Regions from separate parts of the Sus scrofa genome. Here region 2 is linked to region 1. The links are chromatin contacts, called in public HiChIP or PLAC-seq maps. All regions are on one chromosome and are shown on one strand. The core of a region is the stretch at or near the end of the contact, and the rest is flanking DNA. Distances in the headings are between cores, read along the strand shown. Region 1 overlaps ZBTB38 (zinc finger and BTB domain containing 38). Region 2 overlaps RASA2 (ras GTPase-activating protein 2).

Region 1 (6,938 bases), core at 2,327-4,826:
GGGGAAGGCGCCCCAGGAGAAGCCCCTGGAGGAGGAAGAAAATAAAGAGATGCCCAAGTTGCAGTGTGAGCTCTGTGACGGAGACAAAGCCTCGGGGGCCGGGAACCCAGGGAGGCCCCACCGGCATCTCACGGCCAGGCCTTATGCATGCGAGCTCTGCGCCAAGCCGTTCCAAAGCCCCTCCACCCTCAAGATGCACATGAGATGTCACACGGGCGAGAAGCCATACCAGTGCAAGACCTGTGGGCGCTGCTTCTCGGTGCAAGGCAACCTACAGAAGCACATGCGTATCCACCTGGGCGTGAAGGAGTTTGTCTGTCAGTATTGCAACAAAGCCTTCACCTTGAACGAGACCCTCAAAATCCATGAAAGAATCCACACAGGTGAAAAACGATACCACTGTCAGTTCTGCTTTCAGAGTTTTTTGTATCTATCCACGAAAAGGAATCATGAGCAGAGGCACGTTCAGGAGCACAATGGGAAGGGCTATGCCTGCTTCCAGTGCCCCAAAATTTGCAAAACAGCTGCTGCCCTGGGAATGCACCAGAAGAAACACTTGTTCAAAAGCCCAAGTCAGCGGGAGAAAACAGAAGGTGACGTGGGCCAGGAAAACTCACATCCCCTGGAGAATCCACATTTCCTTGATTCAGAAGACAGTGACCAAAAGGATAATGTACAAACCCTTGCTGATAATGTCCTTTGAATGGTGATAGTTAGAAAAAATATAAGTTGATGGGTTTGGGGTTTTTTGGTTTTTTTGTGTGTGTTTTAATTAACTGTTTTGTTTTTGTTTAGTTTTGTTCACGTAACAGTCATGAAGGAGTGAAATGTAACAAAGAAAATCTCATTTTTGAAAATTCCAAAAAAAAGGATCCTAATATCTACTTTGGGTTTTGGCATTAACTTCATGCAGAGTGCACAAAAACAAAATAGCTGAATCTTCCAATATCCCAAGTATCTTGTGAAAGTTTATGAAGTGCTCAGTTGGGATATTTCTGCCAGTGGCAAGGAGTGGGGGGTGGGGGAGAGAGTTTAATTTTGGCCCAATTCAAAACTTTCTGATAAGTGCTGATGGGAACTGGCTGCTGAACTGTCTTTAGTCACTGGAGGAAAAAAAGGGTCAAATAGCATGAAAATGTCATCTTCCTAAATATGTTAAATGGTAAATGAGCTATGACAGTCATTATTCCCATCCAGCTTCTGCACTACTAAAAATTGTTTAAATTAATGAATACATATGAAATACTTAATAACATAGCTGAAAATGTGTGTGAAATGAGTAACCCAAGTAGGACATTCCTACGTTTATCTAGAACTACTTTTCTGCAACACAAACCTTGTAAAATGCATATATAAATCACGGTAACTTTTAACTGTCCATGTCCCCTGTAGAGAATTATAATGATGAGCAATAGACCTGCAAATAATGAGAACTGATGTAAAAATCAGTCAAGAGCATTTTGAATATGACTTTAGAGCATGTGTATGCTTTCAGATGGAATGCTGTTCTCTTGAAGTTATGGCTGAGCTGTTATTAAACTGGTCTACTCAAGTCACAGAAAACATAGGTCATGCCTTATCTGTGGGGGAGAGCCTTCCCAGAAGTTACCTGTGGTTACCTGTGCTGTGCTGTATATTCCTTTTTAGTGGCCTCACTTTAGAAAATGAAGAAAGGTCACATTCTTCTGAAACTCCCTGCAGTCTTCCATCTACCACAAGACCATGGACATGGAGGTCTTTCCAAATAGATGTAACCAGGCTCAAGGGTTCAAGTAAAACCTGACACCTTCCATGCCGCCGAAAGAGTGTGGAGGAAATGTAGCACAAGGCATGTGTACGGTGGTGAATTCCCAGGCACTTGAAAGGGACAGAAAACCTAATCCCTACAACTGTTAGCCTTCTTGGAGATTATGCAGCCCACAAGTATATTAAAAAAAGAAAAGAAAGACATAGCCCTGCCCTACCCATTAGTGACTTGGGTGGGCAGAGGAAGTGATGGCCTTCCTTGCCTCCAACAGAGCTTTGTCTTTTGGGGGTGGGTGGATAGAACGTGGAGTGACGCAGTTCCATCACTTACTTATGTGACTCAGAAATATATCCACAAGCCAGATGCCTTGTCTTCATGTTTGTAGACATCTACAACTTTGCTAAAAACCCACTTCTGTTTCTTAATGTTCTTTTAAGCTAACCCACACCATGAACACTGCCCTCAAAATCTAATTGCCCTGTAGGATATGCTATCATGTGGACTAGGTTCCTGGGGAGCTGGAATTCATGATTCTTACTTATTAATCGGCCTGAATAGGAGAGAGAGAGAGAGAGAATACATTCTTACCCTTTGATCACAAGTATGAGCAGAATCTGGAACCTGGCTCAAGGAGGACCTGCAGCCATGCATGTTCATGGGATTTGAGAGCTGGAAACCCAAGGTTGCACAGTTAATTGTTGTGAAGAAGTAGCTCAAAAGACTCCAGTTTCTCTCTCCAAGTGTTGTGATGCCTCCACAAAGAAGACTTAGTATGGATTGGGGTGGGCAAGAAAGCATTTAAACACCTAGAAAAGGACATGATCAAAGCTGACCTTTTTATACTGTAGTACTTTGCTGTTAAATAACCCCGATACTGTATTTGCATTTATCTTTTATCTTTTTAGTTCATCTACTTTCACTTACAAACAGTATTATGTAATAGAGGAAAATGGGAAAATGCAGATGAATTCAACTTTATTTTATATGTTGTATATATGTATACCTGCACTATTCATTTGGGTTTTGTTAAAGAGATAGTCACAAAGGGCTTATGAAAATCATTTTTGCATTGATTAGAAAATCAAATAAGCAATCCTGTGACCGACTCATTTGTTTAATCTCAATTAGGCTTATGAATCAAGGAGAATTATTGTGTATTTCAGTCATTTTGATTTGAGGTAACTCCAAATATAAAATTATTACATGTAGTGATGTCTCCCAGCCCTTACACGTGGGTATTTTTTAAGTGGACTTGTATGCTAATAATTCTAGACCAAAGTAAATATGGCAGAATATTTATACATGAAAAAATAATTTTGCAAATATTTTCTATAACTGTATTATTCGTTTAAAATGTTGATAGCTTGTGTTAGTTTCAGGGAGGGGTGTATATTTTGATAAAAAATACTTGACTTTGTAATTCTGTATATTCTATACAATTTATAGCAGAGCCGTTTTAAGACAGCCTTGTCACATTTTTTGTTAATTGTGAAAATTTTATTATAAGTGATGTTTATGCATTGAGTACATAACGACCAACTAGAATTCAAGTAAAGTGTGAACAGTGAACATACTGTATGCTGTACAAGATTATATTGTAATTTGCTGTTTTCACATCTGTATTTTGGTTAGAAGATATTATTAAATGCAGATGTTAAGGGTTGGAAAAGTCTAATTTTATTTTCAGAACTAATGAATATAAATTTGTTTTTGCTTGACTAAAATAGCTTATTCCTATGTTGTCTCTTTTTAAACATTCTAATGTTAATTCTCTCGGGCAGCCAAGCAGCTCTTGCATCTGTGTGAGTCACAGCATTGTTTCACATATGATTCATTCAGTATATTCTGTTTCCTTGTTTACATTCCATGGTACCTGCTTACATGCTTAGGACTCAAATGGAATATGACATTAAAAAAAAGGCAGAATAAAAGAGACTGAAATCTTGTTATCATTTAGTGCTTTGGATAGACTGGAGCTTATGATAAATCAAGAGTTTGGAAGTAGTCAGCTCCACTTCATCCACAGGAAATTACACATACTGACTCCTAGGTATTTGGCAACATTCTTTCCATGGGCTGTTTCATTTGTCCTTTCTCAGCAACCCTAGAAGGTAGACCTCATTATCCATACTTAATAGTGACTTTGAGAAGATCCCACAGCCAGATAGAGCGAGGACCCCCAACCCAGGGCTGCCTGACTCCAAAGCCCATGTTTTTGTTCCTTCTCAACACCTTGGAGAAAAATGCATAATGTGAACTGAACTGAATGGAGAGTGAGAAAAAGAGACCCAACAAAGCAGTGCAGCTTGTAATGGTAGTTGTTACAGTGACAGCTGTAAGGCAGCCGTGTTAGGCTCAGCATCCCTAGACTCAACACTGATTCACTGAGGCCTCAATACTTTGGGCATTTGGTTTTTTCTTATATTTTGGGATATTGCCCTATGAAGTCAGCTTGTAAGAGTTTGTCCACTTTTTTAAAAATATGGAATGAAATCATAATTTAATGCTACTAGAAACGAGTCGTTTTTCATGTAGAGAGAAAAGAAAATTGTCATCCCAGACCATAGAGTTGGTCACAAAGGGTAGTGTGAAAGGGAGGGCTGGTGGCTCAAGCAGCTCAATCCATCACCAGTGCAGGGAAAACAAGTCAGATTTCCAGTCCGCATGGCTGGCCCATAGCATCAATTTTATTTTGAAGGGCACCCCAAACCAAATTCTCCCAAACTGCTATATGCCAAAACTAATTATCAAGACAACAGAAAGAATTTGTAACAATTGAGACACTAGCTGGATGGAAGACAAAAATCATGCAGAGCAGCCCTGCTTGTACCTATTCTTTTAATGACGTCAGGTCTTTTCATTCCTATCGCTGACCTTCCTCTTTTCTCATCCCTTGTTGATCGATTTGGTTCCCCGCCCCCTGTCTGCATTGGTTCCTCTTTGCAGGGGCAACAATTTTTCCTTTTCAAGTTCCTCTGTATCTGAGAATTTCTCACCACCACCCCCATCCGTACCGTCTATTAATCTAACCCCTTTTTGCCCCTTCCTTTCTCCCTAGTTTGCACCCTGGATCCTGATTCTTCAAGCAAGATGATGGGGGACCAGGCAAGTTGACTTGGTGTGCTATTTTTAAAACTAAATGCTCCAAATTTAGGCAACTAATGGAAGACCTGGTTATAACAGAAATGGGATTACATTTTTATTACTTCGTTCTTGGTATCTAAGATAGCAAGTAATTTGATTTAGAATATTTTACTAAGTCGAAAGCATCTTTTTCAATAATTTTTAAAGTGATGACTTCTGTGTAATTATAGGGGTATTTTCATTATGTTACACTTTACAGAGATTTAAAATTTAGTAACAATGCTAACTTAGAATTTTAATTCATTTATTGAAAATATGCTTAATTTTGAGTGTTGGGCATTTGTCAAGGCTATGGCTGGAGAGATATAAGAGGTCACCTTTGACTTCAGGGAACTTGAGTCCAGGGAAGGAAGCAATAGACAGTTTCAAAATAAGTCCCAAACTCCTAGGGGCTCAGAACCAAAGCGGAGAGAGTTGGCACTGAGCTAGTGCTGGCAGAGCCTGGCCTTCCCTGTGGGGGCAGGTCGAAGTAGCAGTGTCTAAAATAAAGAAGCCATGAGTGAGTGTAGGTTTGGGGTTTGGGGTGGTGAGTCAGGAGAGGCGTGCTAAGGACACATCACCAGGGCTTCATGTGCCTGGCCAAAGAGTTTGAACCTTTACCCTGAGAGCAGAAGGGCTATGGCTGAGTGAAGTGGAGTCTATTCCTCCACCCTCTTGGATCTGGGCTGAGCTGTGACTGCTTCGAGATTCCACCTCACCACCGACTATGACTGCATGAGTGAGGGGAGCCCATGAGGGACTGAGAGTTAGGAGATGCTATCAGAGAGATGTAGCACAGGTCCAAGCAAGATGAAAATCCATTGCAGGGCTTAAGCAGAGAGGAAACCGCTAGATGAGTTTAAAGACAAAAAGAAATATTTATTATTATTTCATATGTTCTGTGGTTTGACTGGGGTCAACTGAGGGGGCCTCTCATGCAGTGTATCAGTTTCAGGTGTACAGCAAAATGAATTAGGAATACATACTCTACCTTTGCATGTGTGAAAATTTTAATGAAGGTTAAAAAATATTTATCTGGAATAAATACGCAAGTTTTGACTTAATAAAATATTAAGTTTTGACCGTTCTATGAAAAAACAAGGAAATGACATCTCTACTTAGAAAGACTTACATCCCCGGAGCAATGGGGTGGTTTCCAGAAAGAAACCGACTCGTTCCCAAGTGGCTTGTCTCTCCCCCGAACTCTGACAACCTGAGAAGTGTATAGCTTAGGTCCTATTAATTTCTAGCTTCTCACTTTTACTGGGTGGAAAGGCCAGGTCCCACACATTGACTCAGATGGGACCAGCTCCTGTGTGAATGTGGCGATTAAAGAGAGCGGTGGTCCATTTCCCAGGTCTCCTCTGATGTTTCTGCTCATAAAGACCAAAGGTAAGAATTCAGGGCCACTGTTTCTGTCATTTCTCATCACGGAATCAGCTGATGTGACAACGTTCCAGCCACTGGGAGCTCCTCACCACTCTGCATCATTCTTACACCAGGCAAGAGGGCCCTGTCCTAGACCCCTCCAGGGGTCCCCTCCCCTCAAGGCAAAGAATCTGCAGGACCAACAGAGATGTGTCCACCGCGAGTCTGTGCCATCCTACTCAGAGTACCCAGGACCTGAAAATTCCCTATTCTCATTGCTGTGGCTGTGGGCTAGGCTGGCAGCTGTAGCTCCAATTCCATCCCTAGCCTGGGAACTTCCACATGCTGCGGGTGTGGCCAAAAAGAAAAGAAAAGAAAGAAAAATTCCCTGTTCTCTTCCAGGGACTGCTCAGGCCTCTTCTCTGCCAGTGTCACTCCCCCAGGTCCCAGGGATGGGCAAGGGACAGCTGTTTGCAAGGGATGTGGATAGAGTTTGGGATGTAGTTTCAGGGTCCACACGAGGCCCCCAGCAGTGTGGGAAGGAGCAGGAGGGCAGATAGGAAGGGATGGAGGAAGACCAGGGCCCAGCCCTTCCTGTGCTGTCTCATTCCAGCCCGGAACACCAAAGAGATGGGAATTCCAAATTCAGACCTGGCCTTCCAGATTGCAATGAAGGTGAGTTTGTCAAGGAGAGAGAATA
Region 2 (6,938 bases), core at 2,548-5,047, 110 kb after region 1:
CTGTCAGATGGATTTAGTTTTGTATGTTAAAAGTGTTTAATCCAGTGGAGCTGTTTTTGGTTTTTGTTCTTGTATATAAGCTGTACCTGACAAATTCTTTAGTGTAATTATTTAGTAATGTACAGATAGAAACTATCTGGCATATGAATTAGTTTTTAAAAAGTCACCATTGGTTTTGATATTGTACTGTGTGGTATAGGATGTTATCATTGGGGGAGGCTGAGGAAGGGCTACATGGGACTTCCCTGTACATTTCTTTGCATCCTCCTCTGAATCTGCAATTATTTCAAAATAAAAAGTTGTTTTTAAAAAGCCACATTATAGCCGAATCCCAAGAAGTAAACTGAGTTAAGAATGCTTTTCGTGTTCCTTGGGCATTTTTCAGCATAGATAAAGGTACTCTGAATTTCATTGTCTTCCTTTTACCATTTATTTTAAGTTGCTTATGTAATGGAATGTGTTATTTAAAAACCCTTGAAGTAAACTTGGCAGTATAGCTGTGGCAAGAATAATAAAATCTTGGCATACATCAGATATACAAAACTTGTATTCTTTGGTTTAAGTGTTTAGAGCACTCAGGTTATTTTTTTCCTCAAGTAATATTGAAAGCTACAGTCTTCCCTGAGTCGTCTTAACAGTTAAACAGAGGTCAGCTCCCTGGTTGGAAATAGCATGTTTTATAATTGTGTACTATTAAGTTCTACAAGGTAAAACTCTACCACATTGGAACAGGAATGACCAAAAGAAGACAAAAGTAAAGAAGAAAACAAGCAACCCGCAGTTTAATGAAATCTTTTATTTTGAGGTAACTTTTTGTTTTATTTAAATGTTAACATGAAATATTGAATATTGAATGCTGATTTACTTATTTTTTCAAATTTGGGCCATGGTCATAATTTTATCATCTAATGCAACTAAGCATCTCTTTCCCGAAAGCAATAGAATCATGGTTTAAGACAGCGGAGGCCTAGTGCATAAAACAATGGCAGAGCTCTGATTGATTTCAGGATGGAGAGGTCTAGGACCACATCCACTCTTCACTCATCATCAGTATCACACCCTTTCACATACACTCTCATCTGATCCAGCCTGTCTGCATGTGCAGTGACACTAGGACTCTTCTGCACAATACTCTTTGAAAACCGCTAGTGAAATAAGTACATTATCACTTGGTAGATCTGAGCTCTAGTCCCAGTTGTGTTTGAACAAATCACTACATAGGAGACTCAAATTTCTCATCCTGTGAAAGGAAAATTTTGTAAGAGAAAACAGTAGCAGTCCTTCCTAACTCATAGAGTTTTAATGAGGTTCAAATGTGACGGTTCTTTGAGACTATAAAGTACTGTATGATTAAGGCCTTACTATTAAGTTCTTTTTAGATAAATTGCTTGATGGACACATGCTTGTTTTCATAGAGAACTTGAGCTGCCTTGAAGTTGCTCCAGATATAGGGTTTTTGAGTTCTTTATGTGGAACATTTGTTAAAGAAATCCTTTTTCATATTATTTGAAAACTACAGGAAAAAAACAAAAATAATCAAGTGCTGTATTCTAGATTGTGTTCTAACCATAGAATATGTTGCATTTGAGATTTGACATGTAGGGAAGATTTGAAAAAGTTACGTTTCGTGTTTTTCCTTGTGTGTTTTTCTTTATATTTCAAAGTGAAGAGAGTGAGGGTGCATCTAGCCATGCCTGATTACTGCGCTTTTTTTTTTTTTTTTTTTGCTTTTTAGGGCCCTATCTGTGGCATATGGCAGTGGCAGTTCCCAGGCTAGGGGTCAAATTGGAGCTACAGCTGCCAGCCTGCATCACAGCCATGGCAATGTGGGATCCAAGCTGCATATGCGACCAGTACCACAACTCACAGCAAAGCCGGATCCATGACCCACTCAGTGAGGCCAGGGATCGAACCTACATCCTTATGAATCCTATTTGGATTTGTTTCCTCTGTGGCACAACAGAACTTCTGATTACTGTAATTTAATAAAGGAACACCGCTGAGAATGCCAAAATTGAAGTAGGAAGAATTGTTGGGGGTGGAAGCAAGGGAGAAAGAAAAGCAAAGGAAAATGTACCAATGTGAGACCTTTCCATTTCCTGGCTAAGGACTTACTTAGTTCAGTTGTTCTATATTTTAAAATGGCTGTTACATCTAACCTGGAGAAAACAGAAAAGGGACAACTTGCAGCAGCAAGCAGATGGTCCTCTGAAAGTCAAGGCCTGACCTGTTTGCTATATGCATGCATACCTGTTAGGCCTTGAAACATTCATTCAAAGGGCCCTTTGTTGAGTTGATTATAAAGTTCAACCTCTGATCTCTAGCTAGAGCAAGAGACCCAGTGCATGCACATGCATACATACATGCAGCAGAAAAACGCAGTAGTAGATTTTGGAGAGCTCTGCTCCTGCTGAGTGGAGCCAAAGGAAAGAGTATTAGAGAAGGAACATTTTGAGCAGAGACATAGAGTCGGAAAAGCAGTTATGTCCAAAGAGTAGCAAGTAGTGATTTGACTAAAAAGGAGTGATGGAACTGAGCTTGAAAAGATAAAGTAGGACCAACTAATGAAAGGCCTTGAAAGCCAAGCTGACGTGCCATGTTACCCACTGAATGTTTTTTAGCTGGGAGGTAATAAGAGTAATGCAGTGTTTTGGGAAGAATTAACCATGGTCTGTGGGCTAGATGGCTGAGAGAGAGAGAACAGAGATCAAGAGAATATTGTAGTTTAGGTGTTTTTTAAAAAAAGGAAAAAGCGGAGTTCCTGTCTTGGTTCAGCGGTAACAAACCTGACTAGTATCCATGAGGACTCAGGTTTGATCCCTGGCTTCACTTGGTGGGTTAAGGATCTGACGTTGCCGTGAGCTGTGGTAGGTTGCAAACTCAGCTGGGATCCATTGTTGCTGTGGCTGTAGTGTAGGCCGGCAGCTGCAGCTCCAATTTGACTCCTAGCCTGGGAACGTCCATATGCCACAAGTATGGCTGTAAAAAGGGGGGTAAAAAGAAAGGAAAAAGCAAGAGGGAGGCAGGGGTCTGATCTAAGAGAATAATATGGAAATAGGAAGAAACGAATGAGAAAGAAACTGCAAATGGCAAGGTAACAAATCAGTTATAGCAGAAAAGGTAAAAGAAGTCAAATGTTCTCATGATTTCAAATCTGGAAAAATAGAAAAGTTAAGAAGGAAAACATAAGTGGTTCAGTTTGGGGCATAATGAGCTTGAGGTTTGACATGTAAAGTCTTCCCATAGGAAGTTCATAACTAGGATGCGTGATGGTTATAGATAAAGAATCAAGAATTGCTTGCAGAGAGTCAAGAAAAAGCCAGGGAGCAGAGGTATATAATAAAGAAGAAAAGTAAAGAAGCTCAGTTTTGCCACATATTAAGTATTCAGCTTTGAGTATGTCTCTTAATTTCTGTACTTTAGCTTCCTCATTTTCAAGATGAGGGTAATAAATCTAGCCCTGCCTGCTTCAGAGCAGTGTTCTGATGAACACAGGAGATAATGGACGTGAAAGCACTTTGTAAACTGCACAGCACTGTGCAGCTCTTAGAGCAAAATGAAAGATAAAACCTGGAGAACACCCATATCTCTAAGTTTCGAGGAAGAAGAGGTACCAGAGAAAGAAGCAAAGGGAGCGGAAGTAGCCAGGATAGTGCCTCTGTAAACGCAGGAAAAGGGTATCTTGGGGAAAAGGGAGTATGACTCTATGGTCACTCATTCAGATAAAGGGGTCAAGGAAGGTGAGAACTAAGAATTCATCATCAGACTTGGTGATTAAGAGAGGGTTTTAGGAGGGTGATGTGTGAGGAAGCCAGATTGTAAGGAGTTTCTGTAGTGAGTGGGTGGTGAGGAAGTGGAGGCTGTAAGGATGGATAACAGTTTTGAGATATTTGTCTGTGAAAGGAAAGAGATAGGAAGACCGTAATTTAAGGGGAGAATTTTTCTCAGACTCGAGTGAGGTGAACAGTCTGGTAAAGAAAGCTGTAATTAAAATAGATTGAATGCTTACTGTATGCTTACTGCATCCTGTGTGTGGGTGGAGCAGTCTTAGAAAAGAGGAGGATCATCTCATGCTCTTGTTCAGAAGAGGATGAGAAAACTCATCAAGTAACGACAGGGCTAGGTGAGAACAGACGTGCTCAGGTGGACAGTAGTTGAGGAAGTTCCTGCGGTGGCCTTGATACTTTCGGTAAAAATGTGAGAAGGAAGTGTGAGGGTGGCATTGGCATCTTAAGAAATGTGGGAAAGTCTTCACTGAAATAGAATGCTTTTACTCTGAGTCACCGACAGATTACATGCAAGCCAGAGAACCCAGTGTTGCTGTGTATCAAACTGATAAGGAAGGGTATGGAGGCAAGATTGATTTTGATAGTTTTACACCACCTTACCTCTCTGCTACTTCCATAGCTATTCTTGTATTTAGCTTTTGAGTAAAATATTACTTAGGCATTTTCCTTTGTTTTTAATAAACGCTGTTGAACCTTTTAGGACTGGTAGTTTTGTAAAGTTCAGGTAGTGAAAAGGTATTTTAAAATTCTTATATTAAAATATTTTGTTTATAGGTAACAAGATCCAGTAGTTATACCAGAAAGTCCCAGTTCCAGGTAGAAGAGGAGGACATTGAAAAGCTGGAGATTAGGTATGTGTTTTGGGGTTTTACAGAATTAAATTTTTCTGTGCCAAAAGAAAATCCTAAATTTAACTGAAAAAGGTGAATCAAGCATAACAGAATTCTTTTTAGCAAGTTGATCAATGAAACTTACAAGGGAAAAAAACAAACTTAGAGGAACATGCATCTAATTTTAAATCCAGATTATCTTCAAATTCTGATTTCTTTGCAGAAATAGTCAAGGTGTATTTATTTTAAAAACAAAATGACCAGGAGTTCCCATTGTGGCTCAGCAGGTTAAAAACCTGACTAGTATCCATGAAGATGAAGGTTTGATTGGATTAGCTCCATGGGTTAAGGGTCCGGCATTGCTGCAAGCCATGGCATAGGTTGCAGATGCGGCTCAGATCTGCCATTGCTGTGGCTGTGGCATACTCTGGCAGCTACAGCTCCTATTCCACGCCTGGGAACTTCCATATGCCTCAGGTGTGGCCCCAAAGAGAAAAAAAACAAAACATAAAAAACCACAAATGATCTAACTTCCACCTATTATATTTTCAGTTTTCCCCAAATTTAATTGCTCTTAAATTTCGAAATCATAGCATAATGGATGCAAAGTATATATAGAAAAGTATATATTAGCCAATTTAGAAATAATTTTTTTATTCTTCTTAACATATCTGCTGTCTAACAGAAATTTCAGTGAGGTAAGAAGTCTTGTAAGATAATTCAACAGGTGCATGTGTTTGAAGTTTGCGTTATTTCCTAGGTCTTAAATATCTATGCTTTTTGGGAGGGGGAAAGTTTTGTAAATGCATGTATAGGTGTGGTGTTAACAGTGTGTTCATCTAAAGGATGTATTAATCACATGTTTGGAATGATCAGGTAATGTATTTGTCTAAATCACCAGTTTTTACATATTAACTGGTTTTAATTGAGAAAGAAACTGTAGTCTTGTGTTGGTTTCTTTTCTCAAATTCAAAAAAGTAACTGTATAATCCTTATTGCTATAGGTTGAAATAAAGCCTAGACTTTGAAACTAAGAAACTTAAGTGCTTTCTTTTAGATTAAGATAATTATGTACTTTCTGTGCTTTTAAGTAAAATCTACTGCAGTATTCTGCTTTCTTATTTTAGATAGGTATATGACAGTGCTAACTCTCTTATTTTTAAGCATGTAAGATTATGTGTCTGGTACTTAGGCCATTTAGTGTCTTTGCCATGAGCATCTTTGCTATAGATATTTCTGCCACAAACATTTTAGCTGCAGAACTAATTGGCTATAAGTCAAATTTGCTGTGAAAGATAAAATAACTGTCTGACAGTTTGGTTTCAACTGGTTGAAATGTGTTGGCATTTGTTCCAGTTGGTGACGTTATCGATAGCTTTATCGAGCTGATAGATGACGATGATTTTCCCTGAGAGTTTCTTATTTTGAAATACACCATGTTGGAGGAGAAATAGTCTGAGGGCCACAAAGGCACAGAGTTGAACCCATGTTTTCCACAGAATTTTGAAACATCTATCAATAGACATGTGACAGTATGCTAAGAAGCAATACGAAGCTCAGAAACAAATATGCATCCTAGTGTTTAGAAACTTATACCTCTCCTAAGGAAGGAAGAAATTATAGCAAAAAAGTACAATGCCAAATAAGGAGACAAATCAACAAGCAAAAACAATGTGTTAAATACTGTGAATGAAAGACTTGGAGGACAAGTGCTTAGGTATAGCCCAGAAAATAAAATCATTTATTTGTACCGTATTGCCGTGAATCTACATACATTTTGAATGTATTCAAACATTTTGTATTTTGCAGTGAAGTCTTTTAGTTATTATTCATTTTTCATGTTTTAGGTACTTGTGTCTTTTTTAATGTCTTTTACTTTTTATCATTTATGACAAAAATTGCCTTATGACTAATTAGTTATGTGGTGAAAATGTTTGTGGCAAAAATGCTTGAGGCAAAGATGTCTGTGGCAAAGACACTTATGTCAAAGTACCCAGAACCCTAAAATTAGTGATATAATAAGAATCATAGTAATTTGAAGCCATTTGTCTGTGTGTGTTCTCCTACACATTGTTTTCAAAAAGTAAAACTAGTTTTAAATTTTCAGGATCGACTTGTGGAACAATGGAAACCTGGTCCAAGATGTTTTCCTAGGTGAGATTAAGGTCCCTGTGAACGTGTTAAGAAATGATTCCTCTCATCAAGCCTGGTAAGAAGACAAGCATTGTAGTGAACTACATGGCAGGTCATCCTCTTTAATGCACTGTATATGCACATAAATGCTTATTACTATAAGCATATTTAAAATTTTTCATGGAAT

Evidence for each region. HiChIP or PLAC-seq counts read pairs in DNA pulled down with a chosen protein or histone mark.
Region 2: an H3K27ac HiChIP or PLAC-seq map of alveolar macrophages shows a contact between it and region 1. The contact joins two enhancer-like sites. A contact is called at or near these places in 6 of 47 Hi-C or Micro-C datasets (embryonic fibroblasts, epiblast stem cells, fetal skeletal muscle and 2 more) and 2 of 2 datasets of contacts at active chromatin or transcription factors (alveolar macrophages and skeletal muscle).

The regions. Positions count from the first base shown.
Region 1 is chr13:82,191,630-82,198,567 of Sscrofa11.1, forward strand. It overlaps ZBTB38 (zinc finger and BTB domain containing 38), which reads left to right. Exons shown (of 1, transcript NM_001195373.1): 1 at 1-703. The coding sequence ends at 703. Among named protein-coding and RNA genes, the nearest start is that of ZBTB38, 6.4 kb to the left of the region's middle. Within about 2 kb of position 3,577, at least 9 of the 83 cell types and tissues checked have an H3K27ac peak or open chromatin away from gene starts, as enhancers often do. A contact at or near this core is called in alveolar macrophages, where this site is marked.
Region 2 is chr13:82,299,849-82,306,786 of Sscrofa11.1, forward strand. RASA2 (ras GTPase-activating protein 2) reads left to right here. Exons shown (of 24, transcript XM_021069545.1): 7 at 733-805; 8 at 4,563-4,639; 9 at 6,726-6,827. Among named protein-coding and RNA genes, the nearest start is that of RASA2, 73 kb to the left of the region's middle. Within about 2 kb of position 3,798, at least 3 of the 83 cell types and tissues checked have an H3K27ac peak or open chromatin away from gene starts, as enhancers often do. A contact at or near this core is called in alveolar macrophages, where this site is marked.